Linked DNA regions of Columba livia: region 2 is linked to region 1. The links are chromatin contacts, called in public Hi-C maps. All regions are on one chromosome and are shown on one strand. Each heading gives the region's core, a stretch centred on a gene start, on an enhancer-like site or on the middle of the called end of the contact. The rest is flanking DNA. Distances are from core to core; before and after follow the strand shown. Region 1 overlaps WDFY2 (WD repeat and FYVE domain containing 2). Region 2 holds the start of WDFY2 (WD repeat and FYVE domain containing 2).

Region 1 (2,587 bases), core at 45-2,544:
TTCATTTATGTTGTATTTGGGGAAGTGTCAGCTATGTCAGGTACATCACCCAACATACCCTAACCTGAATGAAATTTGGACCCATTCTGGAACCACCTATCCGGACAGATTCTGACCTCTTCATCCAATTTAATTCCACATTCAGAGTCCATACTGGATATTTAAGGTACAACTGCTTAGCACTGATTTTATGCATACAGAACATTGAGGGAAACAAAACACGTTCCTGGTTCTGCCAAGATATGTGCAATATTTGTCAGTGATTCTCCATTCCCCTGCCCTCCAACAGTATGATCTGATGACCCAAATTAAAGTGCCCTCCAAAATTTTGAATCACTCAAAATGGTCTGTTCTCTAGAGAGTTTTAAGAAATAGAGGTCAAATTACTGCATCACACTTTCAAAATTATTTATCACTTAATTAAAATATAAGTTTAGTCTTAATGCTTTTTAAATTGGCTGAATGACCAGACAATATAAAGCAAGTCCATGTTCAGACAGTAATTCTGGGTCACTTCCCATGAACTAGCAAAACACCCATCATCTATACCACATATGCTAAGGGGCACTAAAAAGTCTGTTTATGCTAACCCCTGGTTTCAGCCTAAGAGCTCATACTTTTCCACTTCCCTTTTCATTTGCAATAAAGCTGAATTAATATTTCTTTTATTGCCAGGCAGCTGGGGCAGCTCTAGGTGAATAAGCCACTTGAGTGCCATTTCTGGAGCCATTTACTCGTTAGTTAACCCAAATTCCCAATATATAGTGCGTTGTTCCAGAGTGAAGGACAAGCGCTCATTATTTTATATTAAAGTAATTTAATTTTTACCATGCATACACAAAGGCACGCTGACCTGATCACTGACCTACTTTGCTACCGTTAATTCTTAGAAAAAAGCATGTGCTGCATGTTTAAATGAAGGCTCTGTCCATATTTATTACAAAAGCAGACCACAATAGGTTGCAGATTGCCCTTTGTTTTGCTCAAAAATGGTTAGACCTAAATATGCCACCATGCGTTAAGGATACAAAGCAAGGAGAACAGACAGTTTTTAAAATTGGCTTTAAATCACTGTTTCTCTCACAAAGCACTGTACCTATACAGGAAACAAAATCTGGAAGACAAATAGAAAAATACACCAAAAAGGCTCATTAAGTGCCAAAAAACAGAAGCAAAACCCAGAGCTCGTCAGAGGATACTGCAGGCCGCAGGCCCCGGCGCTGGTGCGGTAACCTCCCAGCCGCTGGCCGCTCTCTGAACAGTGCCACGTGAAGTGCTTGTCTTGCCCAGTGCTCAGCAGCCACTCCATCTCCAGGACAAACAGAACCATCATGACCCTGCTTTGATGAGCTGAAAATTAAGCAGAGAGACATAAAATCGCATTGTGGAGAAGAACATGGACGCAGAAGACCACTGCAAATACCAAATGCACGCAGCTCCTCTGCTCCCCCTCCCTACAGAAGAAGCTGGTATTTAATAATCCCGTTGACACAAGCTACCATGCAAGTTGTAAAGTCCCTGCTCTGCATGTTCAGCGCTTGCATGAGAAAGGGCAGAAGAAAGACTTAATTCCTTCCATGCCTATTGCAGCCACTTATCTTCTACAGTAGCACAAGTCTTCCTTCCATCATTGTATCATCACTAACAAAGCTGCCATTGTGCAAAACACTTGGGGCTCTACTTAAACATCTTTTGAATTGGTTTTATGACAGTAGTGGAGATGCCTATGCTGCTGCTCCTCCTGCCACGAGGTCTGGTGTGGATCTGGGTGGTGGATTGTGGTACCCCAGCAGAATGATGCTCAGAACAGGCACAACCCTGCACCAAAGGGATGTTTTAGCATTGCATGTAAACCAGCTAAAAGGGAAATTAGAAAAAAATCAAATAAATAAAAATTAAAAAGATCACAGCTAGGGAAGATGAATAAAACAGCTGAAGGAATAAATTTCTACTGCTACCTAAATAAAGCCATCAAGAGCTTTTCATTAAAGCAAGAGAACCCAGGTTTGTACAGGCGTTTTGTTTTGTATGTTTTGTATGTTTTGTATGACCAGTGGGCTTGGTCATGAAGTCCTGATTGAGATGACTTTTTAATAAAACAAGTGGCTGGAAAGACATGCACAATTATTCCCAGCTGTAACTTCATGGCGAATGCCATAATTTTCAATCCACAGCCCTACTGGTTTATTACTGTTCAGAGACCAGGCAACACGTGTCACACAAAGCAGGCTGCTTGTATTTGTTTGTGTAAAAGCTGACACATTGGAAAGATTAAATATCTTTGGAAGCTTAAAAACCACCCTGAAACCTCTGTTTGAAATGCAGATAAATTCCTTCAGAACAGTATGGGAAGATTGCTGCCTGTCCTATACAAATATACATCACAGATGAGAGCCATGTTCAAACCCTATGAGGAGAAAGCAGCTGTAGCAAAGAACAGGAGACTTGCACAGGCCAACATCTGCCCCTGATCCATGCTGCCTTTTGCACCCAGATTCCCCGAGGAGAATAGTCAATAGATGCATTGACGCAAATTTCCATAACTGTGACTGGCAGCTGGACTAGTTTACAGCATCAGACTTGAACT
Region 2 (2,587 bases), core at 47-2,546, 54 kb after region 1:
AAGAAAACCAGCCCACCAAAAACCCCCTTGAGAATCAAAACATCATCACACACTGGTCAACATTTGTCTTTCAAGCTAGGGTCACAAGTTACACACTATGCACCAGAGTTGCAAAGAAACCGTACTTGAAATAATTATTAAGGTATGGCAGAAGCAAAATGTGCTCTTAATTTAAAGGCGGGCACCTTGTCCTGGTTTCGGCTGGGATAGAGTTAATATTCTCCACCACACACCTTCAGGATGGAGTTTTGAAGCTCCAGCTGCAGGGCTGAATTAAGTTTGAGCTCTTTCAGAAGAGCCAAAGCTGCCTCTGGGCAGCCTCAGACCCCGCACTAAACCACTAAATGGCCAGAAAACATTCTCCTCTTTGGCAGCTTTACAACACGGGATTTAACTCCAAGATCTTATCACTGATACACGGTATTTTTAAACAATTACCAAGAAACGTTTGGAGAGGGGAAACCGGAACCAAAACTACTGTTTTAGCCAATGCCACCGCAATCTCTAGGCAAGGTCAAAAATCTCCACAGCCTCCCCAGAAATCCTGGTGATGAAAGCGATCTCAAGCCCCATTTTACCCACATGAAGAAAAGTCACTCAAGTCCTGCAAGTTTCCGCAGCACAGCAGCCCACTCATTGCCCTGACCAACACGGCGGTGGAGGAGGACATGGACAACAAGCTGGAGACCCCCTGCCCCACACTCCTTCCCCAGCAGGACCAGGTGTGGCTGCCTAAAGCCGTGTCCCCATGCTGGACCACCACGGCCCCGGCGCTTGCCCGGACACCGCTGGTGGAGTCCACAGTCACATCAGTGACGGTGTGTCACCAGCATCACTCGCCAGTGATGGAGATAAACCACCATCGCAGGACCTGTCACGTCCCACCAGCACTCGTCGGTGATGCTAGCAGTGATGGACCAGGACCCTGGTCCGCAACCATCACCGGCAAGTGATGGGGGACGCGACAGGCCACGGCCCCGCAGGACCTGTGGACATCCCCTCCCCGGTACCTGTCCTCGGAGACGCTGATGACCCCGTCCTCCTTGGGTACTATCGCTGCCATGTTCACCACCTCCTGCGAGCCCTCCACTTTGTTGAGCAGGAGGGGCTTGCGTGTCAGCGCCTTGGGCTGAGGCTCCGCCGCCATGGGCGCCACGGGGCCGGCGGGCACCGCCGCTGCGGCCGGAGGAGGCTGCGGCCGGAGGAGGCGGCCCGCACTGCCGAGGCGGAGGAGGGACTTGCCGGAGCCGGCTTCGCCGCCGGCTCCCTGGGGCGCAGGAACCAACGCGGCGGCGGCGGCGGCACCGCCCCCGAGCCGGGCTGTGCCGGGCCGGGCGGGGCGGGGCGGTCTGAGTAGGGGAAAATGGCGGCCGCCCGCCGCCATCTCGAAGTGTTGGGGTGCTGCGCCGCGCCTTTGCGGAGGGAAACCTTTGGGCGGACAGTGGTTTAAACACGCATCTCCTCCCATGGCTGCCTTCCCAGGGGCGCGGGCTGTCCGGGCCGAGCGGGGGCACGCCTCAGGGGGCAGCCGGGTAAACGCATCCCGGCTCTGAGGGGTGGCCGGTGCTCCTCTGTTGGCACGGGTGGGCTGTTGCGCTGTCCGTGCCGTGGTGACATCGCCGTGAACCCTTCTGCGAAATAAAGAGGCGGGGGTAAAGATTAAACGGGGCGATCGCTTCCCTCTGTTTACATTACTTTTTCCTATCTGGGTTTACCTTGGCGCTGAAGGTCAGCAGGTGATGTTAAAAGGGGATTTCTGCTGCTGCATTAAGCAGCAGGACCTCGTGTTAAACTTCATGTGTTGTTGTCTGCATCACACAACGTTTACGTAATTGAACAATTTCTACGTGACTTTTGGTATTCAGGGTTGAAAATTGGTGAAATAAAAGGCGGGGGCAGCCCGGGCAGAGGTAGCGGCGAGCACGAGCCTTGCGGCCGGCAGGGCATGGCAGCGGGTTTGTGGCCCAGCGGCAGAAATCCACCATCAGGGAGTTTATTCCTAAGGGAAATAAATGCAACAGGCTTCCAGCAGCTCACATCCAACAAGAAGCTACTTTTCGCTCACTTTTCGCTCACTTTTCCTGGCGGATTTGTTGAGGTCCAAGAAGACCAGATAACTTGCCCAAAGCTCTGTGCTAAAGCCAGTGAGAAAGCGCTTCTTCCGGAGGCGTGTGCCAAACTTTCATGATCTCTCTCAAAAGATTCTGGAAAACCATGCTCAATGTCTGAGCTGTTGTCCTACGTTGGAGAAACTGTCAGCTGACAGGAAAGCATTATTTCAGCTGTAACTTTAATTTTATCCACAGCAGTTCTCTGTGAAAAAAATCAGAGCTCCTGCCCATCAGCAGAAAACTGAGGAAACTTTGGAAGAGTTCAGGTACAAAAAACTCAAAGATCAAGAGTTCACTTTTTCTCTGGGGGTAACACACAGCAACAGAACAAATCCTGATGGCCTGCTTGGCACTTACGTTGCCTATGTAGTATAACAGAGGCAACAGAAGAAAGATATAGGAAATTATTTGGGGCAGAAACTAAACTTTCATAATGTTTAGTAATCTGTGTTATGCTAAATAACCAAGCAGTATCT

Evidence for each region. Hi-C and Micro-C count contacts between places; a contact is called where the count stands out from the background.
Region 2: a Hi-C map of crop shows a contact between it and region 1, with 4 times the contacts expected there. The contact joins the promoter of WDFY2 here to the enhancer-like site in region 1. A contact is called at or near these places in 2 of 2 Hi-C or Micro-C datasets (crop and liver).

What each region holds. Positions count from the first base shown.
Region 1 is chr1:29,849,712-29,852,298 of bColLiv1.pat.W.v2, forward strand. WDFY2 (WD repeat and FYVE domain containing 2) reads right to left here. Exons shown (of 12, transcript XM_065052969.1): 5 at 1,200-1,350. Among named protein-coding and RNA genes, the nearest start is that of DHRS12, 48 kb to the left of the region's middle. Within about 2 kb of position 1,295, at least 1 of the 3 cell types and tissues checked has an H3K27ac peak away from gene starts, as active enhancers do.
Region 2 is chr1:29,904,063-29,906,649 of bColLiv1.pat.W.v2, forward strand. It overlaps WDFY2 (WD repeat and FYVE domain containing 2), which reads right to left and starts at 1,297. Exons shown (of 12, transcript XM_065052969.1): 1 at 1,011-1,297. The coding sequence starts at 1,147.